Regions from separate parts of the Mus musculus genome. Here regions 1, 3, 4 and 5 are each linked to region 2. A link is a contact called in public promoter capture Hi-C data. All regions are on one chromosome and are shown on one strand. The core of a region is the stretch at or near the end of the contact, and the rest is flanking DNA. Distances in the headings are between cores, read along the strand shown. Region 1 holds the start of Nt5dc2 (5'-nucleotidase domain containing 2). Region 2 holds the start of Arf4 (ADP-ribosylation factor 4). Region 3 holds the start of Gnl3 (guanine nucleotide binding protein-like 3 (nucleolar)). Region 4 holds the start of Dcp1a (decapping mRNA 1A). Region 5 holds the start of Selenok (selenoprotein K).

Region 1 (2,700 bases), core at 68-2,567, 4.5 Mb after region 2:
ACAGAATTAAATGACAGATTGCAGCGAGGAGGCCTGGTGGGCCCATGCCAAGGTATGCCCCTGAGAAATTATGCTGTGCAACAAATCTGGTATGAAAGGAGTTTATTGGGGAAGGAATAGAGGCAGTGAGGGAACCATGAAGGCAGAGAAAGAGGGGGGGGGGTCATAAACAGCTGACTAAGCGCAGCCTGCCTGGAGGTACCTACTGGAGAAGCCACACACAGTGAACGCCTGGCACTTGGTGCCATTTCTCTTGGATCTGAGGACTGAAACTTGTAAAGTGTCATCCACTTGGAAGGAATCCACATGTGGCCAGGTCTTCACAGCCCACCTAGGTCAATGGACCTACAAGGGTCCACCCATAAGCCCACCCTTCGGCATCCATGACTACCCAGACCAGAATCTGATACACCCGATCCTCAGCATAGGTACAGGCAAACTACAAACGTACACATTACACACAACCTTAAACCCAACAGCCACGTGTGTTCAGTTGGGCAACTCACCACCAACAATGGACATTGGGCCCAGCCTTTCCTAGTGTACACCTGCAAGCTAAGAAAACAGAAGTGGATGGAATGAAAAGAATTTCATTGAGACAGCGCTTGAAAAAAACCATGGCAATTCAACTGGGGGCCTGCACCGTCTGGCCCATCCTTTTACAGCCGCCAAAACCTGGTGGCTGCAGTGATCCTGGCCCACAGCCAGAAGCGTATGCCCAGTAGATAGGCTCCTCATTTAAGTCGATCACCTGGGTTGGGTACCAGGCAATACAAAGAAAATGCTGCCTCAGCAGGCGTCAGCTGCCCATCAGGCCAAGTGGTCTTAGCCAGCTTGGGACTGGTACTGAAAGCAAGTAGAGCTCTTGTTGTCTTAGCGACCTCAGCTCCAGTGGAACGTGCAGTCAGTCAGAAACTGGGGCAGGGGCACGAGGCCCCGGGGCAGGAGAACTGGTCTGGAAAGAATAGGACAGAAGAGCAGGGGAGGGGCAAAAAGACCCTTGGGCAAAGGAAGAGCAGTACACTCGAGCGCTCTTGCTCCTCGGCCGTCCAGGATCTCGCGGAGACCCGGGGCTCTGCGACTTCCCGCTCAAGGGAGGAAAGGTACCGCCATCGCCACCGAGACGACCAAAGGGGGGCGCAGAGCCCCTGAGCCGAGCAGGGGACAAGGAGGCGGGGGTCGGAGCCCGCTCCGCCCCGTCCCGGAGACCTCCCGCCCCCTGGGCCGAGTGGTGCGTCCATTGGCCGGATGGGCTCCGCGCGCCTCCCCCATTGGCCGGCCGCCTTGAGAAGCACGCGGCCACGGTGGCGGGCGGGCAGTCGGAGAGCGGCGGGCAGGCGGGCCAGCGGACGGGCGGAGGGCGGCCGGGGCAGCGCGCAGGGGGCATGGCGGGTGCCGGACTGCGGGCGACAGCTAGGCGCTTGCTGCTGTGCAGAGGCCACAGCGGACCGCGGGCCGCCTCGTCCTCACCCTCCTGCCCTGGCTGCGGCCCGCCGGGTCCCGGAGCCCACTGCCCCAGCACCCCGCGCTCGGCGCCCGCAGACGGCGCGGACCTCAGCGCGCACTTATGGGCTCGTTACCAGGACATGCGGAGGCTGGTGCACGGTGGGTGACGCCGGGTGGGCAGTGAGCCGTAGGTCGTCAGACGAACGGTGCCCAACAGACGGCCAGGGCACCGACCGGGGTGAAGGACGCTTGGTGGGGCTCGCCGGGGTCCCAAAACCTGAGGGCTAAATGGCGTTTTAGAAAAGGCTCCATCGGGTTGTTAGGAGGTGTCTCTGCAGGACACCGCTACTCCTGGGGCGAGTGGGGCTTTTTGTCTTCTGGCGGCAGAAGCTTGGAATGCCTGGAGCGGCCGCTGCGCACGCGGCCCCCATGGTCTTGCTCCTGAGTCCAATCTGCGGGCAGTAGCGGTAGAACCCCTCCCAGTCCCTCGTTCTCCTCTGGCCCTTAGTTGCAGTGTGTGGACAAAGACTGACTGAGCCGTGTTCACAGATGGCACGACGTAAGGTGACACCAGACGGACACTGCAGGCACCTCTTGGCTTGTCTCTGGCGGTCTACTGCACTCTAAACACTCGGAGGAACAGAAAAGTTACTGTAGCCCCCCCCCCCCCCCTGCAATCCCTCGGGAGTTGCTATATCTCAGATAGAACTGCACAAGGCACTTAACCCTCTCCTAATCATTCCCTTGGAATGGGCTGATGAGGCTGGAGATCTGAGCGCCGAACATCTGTCCATTGGTCTGGTGGGGCCCTGCCTCTTCAGCCGATAGATGTGGTCTGGGCTGTGACCCCTATCACTGCCCAGCAGGGTGGCCCTCGGCTTCACACCCTCTGAAGACCCTCAGTGTTCTGTCCCAGAATTTCGTTGATGACTCAGAAAGAACAAGGCCAAGCAGGAGCCTGGGGACCTTCTGCAGGAAGCCCCAGAGGTGAGGTGGCTTGCATTGTCTGATAAGACAGAGGAGCCCTGACAGGGAGGTTCCAGCTGTGACTGGACTAGGGTTTCCACTCCAGCTGTGAGGAGAGCTGGACGCTGGCCAGAGTTCACCTCTTGACGTGCTGCAGTCAGATTACTTGAGACCTCTCAAGAATGGTTGCTCTTAAGGATTGGGAATATTGCAGGGTGACCAGGATTATTTAAGAAGTCAACGTTCTGCCCCTAGTGTAGACCCTCTGAGTGGCCTGAGAAACCTACT
Region 2 (2,700 bases), core at 98-2,597:
ATGCTTTCAGACAAGAGGAACGGTGGGCTCTTGCCAATAACATTAAATAGGAAGCCTTATTTCTGAACAGAAGACATCACACATTGAACCTAAGAAATAGAGAACTGCTCAAACAAAAAGTACCTTCCTAGAGAAAATACTTAAGAGCTGGTGAACACTAACTAGGAAGGGTAGGATTGTGGGCGCTACTAACGGTAAACTTTAGCAATAGTTATAAGGTGACATTCTTAGATAATTTGCTTCCCCCCTACATCGTATTTTGTAACCAGTAAAACGGTAGTAAATTCTTCATTATTATTCTGGGAATAATAGGAATGAATAGGACAGACAAGGTTCCTGTTTCAGAAACGCAGTCTTTAGTTGACCTCTCAAAAAATTAGTACTCTACTGGGTGTGGTGGTACAAGCCAAGAAACCTGGCCATTCTGGAGGGTGATGTAGGAGGATCACAAATTCGAGAGCAGTTTGTCATCTCAAAAGGAAAACTGTCCACAGTGGTAGAACGCTCTTAGCAAGCTTTGAAATCCTGGGTTCCATCCTCAGTACTGGAAGCGGATGGAAAACCGTCATAGCATTCTGATGATTCTTGGCGTCATGCCTAGGAGTTTTCCACCTTTACTCTGCCAGCAGGTCTGTTTTTAATTCTCTCTGGAGAAGCTAGAATCAGATGCTGCCCTTGTGAAGGCCAGCCACGCTTTAATTACTAATACTTTCACCCAACTGCAAAAATCAGAGACCCCTTTATCCTTAGAGGGATACTTTAGATGTCTATAAGTTTTTTTCAAAAAATGAATAAAATTAAGTCTATGCGAGTAAAGACTTTCCTTTGTTGTGCGGGTTGTCTTTGGATCTCCTATCCCTGCTTGCTGTGAGCAGCGAGCTACTAAGGATATTTCACATGAAATCCGTCTCATCGCATGTCCCTACCCAGCCTGGAAATTTTTTATTAAAACAGGGTCCATCTTCGTTCCTTCATTGTGACAAACTTACTGGTTGCTTGCAAGATTTGATTACATTTGTGGGAGTGGGAAACCACCGAGGCTCCCGTGAAGAAGTCACCCAGAGGTCAGCAAGAACGTCACCACTCAGCCCACAATGCACATCTCGCCTACCCGAACCTTGGACTACTACTATTCATCCGGGCGGAAGCCACTCACCTCGAACCCCATTGGACGAGATGCAGCAAGGACTCATGGGAGCCCGCCTGTCCTTCCGTCTGCCTGTGCCAACCGTCTTCGCTGGGCTCCACGTCCGGTAGTTCGCACGTCGGCGTAGCGGGCTCAGGCCCATTGCGCGCAGGCGCGGTGGCCCGGGCGGCGCCTGCAACGCAGGGGGGTGGGGCAGCGCTGACGCGATTCTGTCCGCGTTGGAGCGGGCGGGCCGCCGCCTGAGTCTCCGCGGCCGCCGTGTGACGTGGCACAGCCGAACACTTAACGCCGCGCCGGAGCCACCGCACCAGACGCCTAGCAGGTCCCGGTCCCGCTACGTCCTGTCCCGCGGCTTCGCCGACACTCCAGCCAGCGAGACAGGTCTTCAGCGTTTTCTCCTCCGCCCACTCGGTTGTGAGCCGGAACCGTGAAGGCCCGAGGGCGCACCAGACCCCCTCCTTTTGACCGTCAAGTGCCACCACCGCTATGGGCCTCACCATCTCCTCTCTCTTCTCGCGCCTGTTCGGCAAGAAGCAGATGCGCATTTTGATGGGTGAGTGAGGGACCGGGGCCGGGGAAGGCCATGTGTCTTCGCCAGCCGGTGGCCCGGCGCCCAGCCTTCTCCGGCTGCGGTGGGGGAGGGCGATCAAGAAGCATCGTTCGGGGAACAATGGGGGCGAGGGGCGAGGGGTTTGTTTCCCACAGAGGCTGAGCCAGAGAGTTGGGCCAGATTTCCTCGCTCCTGGCTTTACGTGCCTTTCTCTTCCTGCTGTAATTGAGAGCCTGGGGAGATTGAGCGGAGATAGATGTAGGGTTAGCTCACACTGGCGGAGCTCATTCTAAAGGTGCCGTTCTCAGGGTGCAATCTTCCTTCCACCTCACTTCCCTGGCGGTGGGCAGCGGTCGAGAGTGAAGCTGGCCTATTCCAGCCTTCCTCCTCCTCCCCCTTTCTTGGTCGTGTACGCCCTGTGCACACAACCATCGGTATGTGGCCCGGGCCAGGAGCCGCCTGGGGCAGGAAGTGACCAGGCCCACTGTGGCGAAGTCACACTTGGTGCTACCCAAGATTCGGAAAAAAAGTCCGGAGACTTCTGAGCTCACTTTGCTTAACTTTGCCTTGCTCTGGATTCGACTTTCTTTTCTCGTGATTATGAAGCCTATTCTGTGAAAATGAAAGTTATCCCATGGCTGTCTTTCAGTTCTAAACCTGTTTGGTTTGCTATCTTTGCTCTTTCATACGAATCTTATCCATTTGGCCTGGATAATAATAAAATCCAAAAGCTTTTAGAGACGAAATCTTTTTTTTTTTTAAACGGATAGTTGTAAAGCACCTCAATTGAGCTACAAAAAAAAAAAAAAATCGTTTGTTTAAAAAGCTGCCTCGCTGTGACAGGTTTTATTGCCCAGCGGAGGCCTTTCGCTTGGGCATTGTAAAGTGGCCTCTCCTTAGTACAGCAGTCTACCTCACAGCTGAGTTGCAAGGACCTGAATGACGCCTTTTAAAAAGCCCCGAGAACACTGAATGTTGACGCTTGTTGAGTGTGAGGAGCAAA
Region 3 (2,773 bases), core at 245-2,744, 4.4 Mb after region 2:
GTTGCAGCTCTCTGTAAAGATGCCAGTGTGCTAGCTTGAGGCTTTCGTTTACCCTGTACTTTCCCACAGCTGCAGTCTGTCCAATCCTATACCATGACAAGAGCCTTCCCCACAGAGATGAAGAAAGCCATGTTAGCACCCCACTTGCTATGGGCCTCACAGAACACTTACCTTTTTTTGAATTTTATATCGCTTATGGCAGGTCATACGTTTACTCGCTTTCTTTAACTCTGCCAAAACAAAGAAAGAGAAAGACTGCACACATGAGCAGTGAGTGTTTTAAATTTCTCACATCACCTATATGGATGTTTTGCCCTCTCTTGTCAGCAGACCAACCACGTGCATGTAGTGTTCTTGCAAAGGAAGCCACAAGAGGGCTTCATCACTTGTCCTTCTACAGACAGCATGGAGCTGCCACGTGGGCTGGGACAACCCTGGGTCTTCACTCCATACCCAAAATGTTTCATTTACTTATTTTGTGTGTAGGTCTGAAAGCAATTTCCAGGAGTCAGTTCTACCTATCATATGAGTTTGAACTCTTGACAGTAAGGCTTAGTGGCAAGTGTTTATAGCCATATTCCTGGCCCTCAAGAGATTGTTTTATCAGGCCATGGGGGCCTACAACAATAAGGCTATCCCGGGCAACATAGATCTTGCCTCAACCGTCCCTGCAAAGTTATGCAGGGTATTTAATGGAAATCACACCACAACGCCAGTCAATTCGACTCGGTGGACCCACAATGGAAGCAGCTTCTAGAGGAAAGCACTACAAATATCAAGGTTTCTTTCTTTATTTTTATTTTTTCGAGACAGGGTTTCTCTGTGTAGCCCTGGCTGTCCTGGTAGACCAGGCTGGCCTCGATCTCAGAAATTCGCCTGCCTCTGCCTCCCAAGTGCTGGGATTAAAGGCGTGCGCCAACACGGCCAGGCTCTTTTTTTAATTTTTAAGCCATGGTTTCAGTATACAGCCCAGGCTGGCTGCAAACTTTCTATCTTACTGCGTCATCCTTCGTGTACATGATTAGGGCGCGTGCCACCAAGGCCGAAAGACCATGGTTCTGAATAGTTCTAGGAAAACGGCAGGCTCGAAAAGAGGCTCAAACACGTTAATCACAGAAATCTGGCTCGGTTTTCCTCTCAAGGGCTTAGCTCTCCTGCTATACAACAGGCCAAATTTGGGTCTGGGCCTTCTAAGCATCAGATCTACGCGGAACTCATCAATGGCCTATGGAGAGTCCTCTCCCTCCAGCCACAAAGCACCACCCGCGCGTTTCGCTCCCGACCCCACTCACTAGGCCTCTTCATCCTGGCCGCGGACGCTTCAGGAGCAGAGGAGGTCTCGGGATCACCACGACTTCTCGGGCGCCACGTGCGAACTGGAACTGCGGTTCAACGTCACGCGCTCCAGGACCTGCCGGAAAGTGTGTCGGGGCCGGGCCGAGTGCGCGCGCACACACATACACTGTCGCGCCGAGCCGGGCTCGCCTGGCGGCCACAGGTTGGATTTACGGCAGCACTGGGAGGGGTGAGGGCGGTGAGGGCGGCGGGTGCCGGAGAGACGGCCGCGGCCAGAGGAGCGCTAGCAGCCGTGGCGGCCACGGGGCGGGGCTCGGCGGTCGGGGACCGCAGCCGGGGCTGCAGGCGGCGGAGCGGCGGGGTAAGGCCGGGCCCGGGGCGGGCGGGGCCGCCCCTCCTCGGCCGGCTGCCGGGCCTTTGTGTCGGCCCGGGCGGGCGGGCGGGCGGGCGGGAGTCGCGGCGGAGGCCCCGCCCCGTGGTGCGGACGCGCTGGTCGGGCAGGGCGCGGGGCGGGGCGCGGCACGGCACGGCGGCGGGGCCTCGGGACAGGGCCCAGCAGCCCGGCCGCACCTGCCGCCGGGACAAAGGCAGAGCAGGGCCCGGAAACTCCCTTCGCTGCTCTTTCCCGCCCGTCGCGGGCCGCCTTCAAAGCTGTCAACGTTTCCTTTAGCCCCAGAACCAGTGACAGGTCGGGCGAACTCTTCTTTTCCTCCGCCTCTCAAGGCCTCTTTTTTTTTTTTTTTTTTTTTTTTTTTTTTTTTTTTTTTTTGGTTTCTTGTGCGTTCGGCAAAAAACTCCCTATTGAGTTTTTGTTTTTGTTTTTTTCTTTCCCAATGATCGCCCAAACGGAATATTTTTTTGTTTTTGTCAGAGAGACTTACTTATTTACAGGCTAGGTACTTAAGCTTCTCATTTGTACCGTCACGACGAGTTGAGTTTTTGTAAACTGTATTTTCTGGTTTTAAAAGTATTTTCCGTTTCAAAATTTTGTTTTCTGAAGAAGTGAGTCTTATTTTAAGAAAATTTGATATCAAAGGGGGGACAAAAATATAAAATTCCTGGAAAACAAATGACAAATACACAATAGACCGGATGTAGGAATTCGAGGACTAACTATAGAAGCGTATGGTGGAATATGCTATCTTAATCCAAACTTTTCAAAACTTACTGTAGGAGCCAGGCACAGTAGAAAACACCTGTTCTAGCTCTTGAGTTGGGAGTATCGCAAGTTCCAGTGTACTTGGGTTACATAGTGAGACCTGCCATTAAAACAAAAAAGTGGTTATACGTTTCTTTCTTAACCCATTTGGTAGTAGGCTTTTCCCCCCAAAGTAATTCAGAAGCATATTGGATTCCAGATGTTGAGGAACATAGCTTTTGCTTTAGTAGTTTTTAAGATCCAAAATGAAAGATTGGAAAGTATCCTCGTTTATCTTTGAAGTGGCCTTACTTTGCTGCTAGATTTACCTCAGACTTC
Region 4 (2,700 bases), core at 85-2,584, 3.8 Mb after region 2:
TCAGGAGAAAGAAGTGGCTAAATTAGGGACTAGACCTTGGTGGCTAGTGTTAGGAATAAAATCTAACAGTTTTTAGCAAGGCAGAGGGAAAAGGGGAGAAGAGCAAGGTCTGCCAGAACCTTGCCTGCCATGCTGGAACTGGTAGTGAGGTTCCTTCACTACCTTTCCTGGCTCAGATGGCAATAAGGACGCCACCCTCTGGAATTCAAAGAGAGACATCTATCATGGGGCTGTTTGCTTGCGTTTAGTTTCTCCTAGAGCCAAAAGAGTTGGAAGCTCGGAGCTGGCAACCACTCAATAAGATCAGTGAGTGTGTACAGAAGTGAAGGGTGAATAACCGATAGGCGGCTGTTCCAGCTTTTGTAGTTGCTTCACACGCGGTTCTGTCAAGAATGTAAAGTTTGCCCTTCCATTAGTATGTAAAACCACAAGCAACACAAATATGTGGGGGTACTTTGAGAAAATGTAAAGTTTATCCTTTCAAAAATGTTCATTTGTGCTGAGATGTCTTCAATAAAGAGAAACGATGGTTTTTAAAGCAACTCAATGAAAACAGCCTGAGCACTTTGCTTTACCTCTTAGTACTTCCTGATCCCTTAAAATGCCCAATAAATGTTTTCTTTTTAAAAGAGATCTACTTACTATTTTAAATAATAGACGTCTCTATAGAACAATAGAAATATTTATCTGGGACCCAGATGAGGAAAAAGACGAGCAAAAGAGGGTAGGCCAAGTCTATTGTAGTTCCAGGCAGGCTAGTTTGGCTGCTTTGAAACATTTCTTTCAAAAGTTACCAAACTGTTAAGAGTGAAGGTGCACTCTGAGGTCAGAAGTGACGGACAGCTCCCCTTCCTCATTTGGACTGAGTTTTCTTTTTTCTTTTTTTAAAGATTTATTTATTTTATGTATATGAGTACACTGTAGCTGTACAGATGGTTGTGAGCCACCATGTGGTTGCTGGGATTTGAACTCAGGACCTTTCGGAAGAGCAGTCAGTGCTCTTAAACGCTGAGCCATCTCTCCAGCCAGGTCTGAGTTTTCTAAATGGTACGTGGAGACCTCATGTCCTCAGCAGCAAGCATTTCGATTCTGCGCCGGAACCCGAGTTAGGGACTGCGCTGGGGTGCAGCCTCCCCGGCAGGAGTCAGGTTCATTCAGGGAACCGGTTCACACCCCGCCAGGTGAGAGAGGTCTCCGGACTATCAGCTCACGGCTCCACCGCGCAGGCGCGGGGGCCTGTCTCTTCCGGCAGACGCGGCCCGAAGAAAATCGGAACCAGGGCTCCTGGCGCACAGGAGCAGCGGATGAGATTAGCTGAAGTACCACGCTCGGCAAGGCTGGGCCGGTAGGCGGAAGTGGAGGGCTGACTGAGCTGGGGGAACTTTGCCTGGATGGCACTTTCCTGTTCCACAGTCCGCCCCCGCCGGAGGGGCTCGGCTCTGAGATCCAAGATGGAGTTGTTGAGTCGAGCTGAGCAAGAGATGAGTCTGGCGGCCTTGAAACAACACGACCCCTATATCACCAGCATCGCAGACCTCACGGGCCAGGTCGCCCTGTACACTTTCTGCCCCAAAGCCAACCAGTGGGTGAGTGAGGCCCGGCCGGGGACAAGGCCAGCCTGGCCGCTGCCGCCTCTTAAAGGGACCGCGCAGACAGCTGAGGATTGGGGGTGGGGGAGAGAAGCAGGAGCCCAGGACCGCAAAGGCGAGGCCGGGACCTCTCCCAAAACCGGGTCCGGAGCCAAAGAGGTGACCGGGGCACGCGGAATTGAAAGAATGTAGCGGAAGGAGTAGACCAGAGACAGAGCAGGGAAATCGGATGGAGGAGAGAAACGAGGCAGGATCAGTCTTTTTGGGTCGGTTCTCGGGGCTTGAGGTTGCATTGGTAAAATATGAGACAAGTTAATTTTAACAAGTGAGTGAAAGCCTGTGTTTGAAGACTTTGAGGACTCTTAGATACATGTACTTGATGGAAGAGTCCGCTCCTCTTTCCCTGCCGACCTAAATGTGATGGTTTGGATTTGAAGCTTTAAAAATCAGCTTCAGGAGTTAGACCAGCTTTAGTCGAACTACTCTGTATCTCTGGAATTTGAGGAAAATTTTCAAGGCTACTTCAGTAAGAACTGGATTCCTTGGAGACGTTTGCAAGAAAAAGAGACCAGTGCTAGGACCTTTGATGGCTCCCTTCTTTTGGGATTGTGTGAGTGGCATAGAGTTGCAGAAGTTACTTTGTCTACTCGCAGATTCTAGTTAACCTCAACTCGAAGCACCTGTGTACACGGCCCCTTTTCTTGTGCTCCGTTTTTCCTCATTCACTCATTGGGCTATACAGAGGTTCGGTTTTAGAACATTAAAGCTCAACACCTGCGCTGAAAACCCGAGTTAACGCTGTTGCAGCAAAAGAAAGAATACTAATGTTCGATTTTCTTGTTTATTTCTTGTAGTACAGGAACTCAAACCCAAGACCCCCTGATAGCAGGCAGGCACTGTTCCTCTACCACTGGGCTATATACCCACCCCGAGTTACAATTTCTTAGTCACATTTTCAGTTGTTTATTTTAAAACCCTACCAAATTTGCCTAAGGCAGAGAATGGTTTCTATCCATGATTCTTAACAAAGTTCTGAAAATAATAAATTGTGTTTGGTAACCGCAAAATGTGTAACTTGTGAAAATATTCCTAAATCCTCCAGAAATGAAAC
Region 5 (2,700 bases), core at 16-2,515, 3.3 Mb after region 2:
GAGGGCCTGGATTTTAGAATCCCCAGCAGTCATGTAAAAGCCAACAGTGGTTGCACACAACTCAGACCTATCCTGGAGGATGAGACAGGCAGATGGCCAGAGCTCCCTAGCCAGTCCAATAAGGTGGAAAACACCCAACTCTCCCTTTCTGTACTGACTGCACACCTCATTCCTCCCTTCCCCTCTCCTCACCCCCACTCCCCGCACCACAAAGGAAACACAACAGGGGCAGCAAGGAATTTTCTTCAAACTTACTGGATGCCCAAGACCTGCCTTCTAACGCATATGTCACGTCTACAATGCTGACAAGCAGAGGAAATTGTCATTCTGAAGTTCATTTGATTTTCCCTAGTTGTGTCTCTACAGCTATTAAAAATGCCACTTCTTAGCTGGGTGTTGGTTACACCTTTAGTCCCAGCACTTGGGAGGCAAGAGACAGGTGGATCTCTGAGTTCAAGAACAGCCTGCTCTACAGAGCTAGTTACAGGGCAGCCAGGGCTACACAGAAAAACAGTCTCGAAAAATAACAAATTCCACTTCTTGAACTTATACAGATCCACCTGCCTATGCCACATGAGTACTGGTATAGGCCTGGTCTACAAAGTGAGTTCAAGGGCAGCCTGGGATACACAGATCCCAAATCAAAAACAAACAAAAACAAGACAAAAGACAAAAACAAAAACCAGCTGGGTGTGGTGAGGCTTGTCTTTCATCCCTGCGCTACGGAGGCAGAGGCAGGCAGATCTTTGCGTTTAGGGCCAGCCTCGTCTACAATGTGAGCTCAGAGCCAGGAATACAGTGTGAGTCCTGTTTCAAAAAAGCAAAACAAATAAACTGAGAGCAGAAATAACCGGCTTAAAGGGAATACGGTCCAGAGGGACTTAAAAGTGAGTTCAGCAAAACCTGATGGTTAAAGCTCTTCATGTCCCAGACACCGCCTCAGAGCCTCTCCCTGCCACTCCAAAAGACAGCAACACATCTGGAAAGCTGAGGAACGTTCCGCCCTCCAAGCCCTTCGAGCCACCTCGGACCCGAACCCTGCGCGTGTCTGCCAACTAGCAAGCAACTTCCGGTCGGCAGTGCTGTGGCCTCAAAGACTCTCGGTCAAACCGGAACCAAGTGAGGGGGGTGGGGAAAAGGACCCTCAAACAATGTTTCTCCTAGACGTCATATCCGGTCTCCTGACTCAGGCAGTATCCACGCCAGCGGAAGTTACTTGTGTGACTGGGCGGAACCTCTAGTCAGGAGTGGTCTCCCAGCAGCCAATGGGCTCGACCCACCTCTAGCCTGACTTGGGTCTGTCAGTGGCCTGTGACGTACAGGGCGGGGCGGGAGGCTAGGTACGGCGACAACAGGGGCGTCCGGTCTTCTCTGTCGCTAGGAAGCAGGCAACCGGAGGGAAGATGGTTTACATCTCGAATGGTGAGTGAGAGCCTTACCCTGGGCCGCTTCTGTCCTGACTCGCCGGGTCCTGAGCTTGGGGCGGCCTCCCCCACACCAGTGGCCGGAAGGAGTGGGAAGCGGAGGCGGTGGGAGCCGAGGCGCAGCCCAGAAGGTCCCCGGGTGCCGCTGGGGGACCCTGAAGCCTCCTGGTACAGCCAATTTTCCGATTGTGGGTTTGCGATAGTGATCCCGGGCGCGGGTGTCCTTAACCCGGGAATGACAGAGACGCTAACCCGGTCCGGATACAACGCGCTTTTGTTTGGGCCGCTAGAGCCGCGTTCTTTGCCTAGCATCTCTTTCATCCTTGTAACTGTTCTATTCAGATGGTGTATTTCTATCCCTGTTTTTCGGATGCAGACTGAGACATAGATTGACTAGCTCGCTAAAGATCACAAAGGCAATATGAAATTTAGGTTAAATTGAACTCAGGTTGGCTCCAGTATTACCTACCATACTGCCTCTATAATGCGTACAATAATGATGGCGATGGTGGTGATGCAGGACTAGCAAGAATATGAAAAAAATAAATAAAATCTGGAGACAGGGTCTCACTTTGTAGTTTTATCTGCCCTGTAACTCACTGTGTACGCTAAGGTGGCCACTAACTCCCAAAGATCCTCCTGCCTCTGACTCCGGAGTAGTGGGATTAAATTAAAGGCAAGCACCACCACGCCAGGCAATACAAAAGTTGTGACAGATTTTTCTCCCCTAAAAGTGTAGCTAGTCCTAAGCCCAAGACTTTACCCAGTTTGAAAGAACTTGGGAAGCAAGTCTCCAATTACTGGAAAAGAAAAAAATACAGCCTGAGAAGGTCGTATCAGTGCCAGAACCATCTGCCCACCTGTGTGACTTAGGTGAGACTCCTTGGCGCATTTCTACAAGACTCTCTTGGGGCCCTGGAAATAGGTGTGGTTGTATCAGATTCATCTCTGTATCTCTAGAGAGTAGGGCGATTAGCAGAAGTCTTAGGGCTGAGAGCACTTTGAATTTCTCGGCTTTTTTCAGGATTTCACCTCCTGATTACAAAGCTTTGGGATAGGTGGTGTGATGGGCACTACAGGAAGCATCATCATTCCATCTTCAGTTTCGAGCGCTCGCAGATTCTGTTATTTGCAATTTAGGTCACTAGCTCATACAGCTATGCACTCAAAAGTGATCAGTGTTCTTCTGCTGCATCCATCTCGCCACTAAAATGTCATGTGCATTTTACCAGTGAGAAGGAGATGGCAAAGAGATGCCTAGAATGAGTTCGCCTCC

What was found. Promoter capture Hi-C pulls out the DNA fragments that hold promoters and counts their contacts.
Region 1: a promoter capture Hi-C map of pre-B cells shows a contact between it and region 2, with 2.4 times the contacts expected there. The contact joins the promoter of Nt5dc2 here to the promoter of Arf4 in region 2. A contact is called at or near these places in 2 of 39 promoter capture datasets (cranial neural crest and pre-B cells).
Region 3: a contact with region 2 is called in a promoter capture Hi-C map of pre-B cells, with 3 times the contacts expected there. The contact joins the promoter of Gnl3 here to the promoter of Arf4 in region 2. A contact is called at or near these places in 4 of 39 promoter capture datasets (cranial neural crest, hippocampal neurons, liver and 1 more), 1 of 484 Hi-C or Micro-C datasets (muscle stem cells) and 1 of 9 other capture datasets (liver).
Region 4: a promoter capture Hi-C map of liver shows a contact between it and region 2, with 2.6 times the contacts expected there. The contact joins the promoter of Dcp1a here to the promoter of Arf4 in region 2. A contact is called at or near these places in 3 of 39 promoter capture datasets (frontonasal cranial neural crest, liver and pre-B cells).
Region 5: a promoter capture Hi-C map of pre-B cells shows a contact between it and region 2, with 2.7 times the contacts expected there. The contact joins the promoter of Selenok here to the promoter of Arf4 in region 2.

What each region holds. Positions count from the first base shown.
Region 1 is chr14:31,129,772-31,132,471 of GRCm38.p6, forward strand. Nt5dc2 (5'-nucleotidase domain containing 2) reads left to right here and starts at 1,318. Exons shown (of 14, transcript NM_001374087.1): 1 at 1,318-1,605. The coding sequence starts at 1,386.
Region 2 is chr14:26,636,787-26,639,486 of GRCm38.p6, forward strand. It overlaps Arf4 (ADP-ribosylation factor 4), which reads left to right and starts at 1,348. Exons shown (of 6, transcript NM_007479.4): 1 at 1,348-1,700. The coding sequence starts at 1,634.
Region 3 is chr14:31,017,637-31,020,409 of GRCm38.p6, forward strand. Gnl3 (guanine nucleotide binding protein-like 3 (nucleolar)) reads right to left here and starts at 1,495. Exons shown (of 15, transcript NM_153547.6): 1 at 1,293-1,495; 2 at 172-230. The coding sequence starts at 1,305. Pbrm1 (polybromo 1) reads left to right here and starts at 1,502. Exons shown (of 33, transcript NM_001081251.1): 1 at 1,502-1,657. RefSeq lists an enhancer at 2,205-2,233.
Region 4 is chr14:30,478,231-30,480,930 of GRCm38.p6, forward strand. It overlaps Dcp1a (decapping mRNA 1A), which reads left to right and starts at 1,335. Exons shown (of 10, transcript NM_133761.3): 1 at 1,335-1,586. The coding sequence starts at 1,392. It also overlaps a transcript of Cacna1d not described here.
Region 5 is chr14:29,967,115-29,969,814 of GRCm38.p6, forward strand. It overlaps Selenok (selenoprotein K), which reads left to right and starts at 1,266. Exons shown (of 5, transcript NM_019979.2): 1 at 1,266-1,422. The coding sequence starts at 1,404.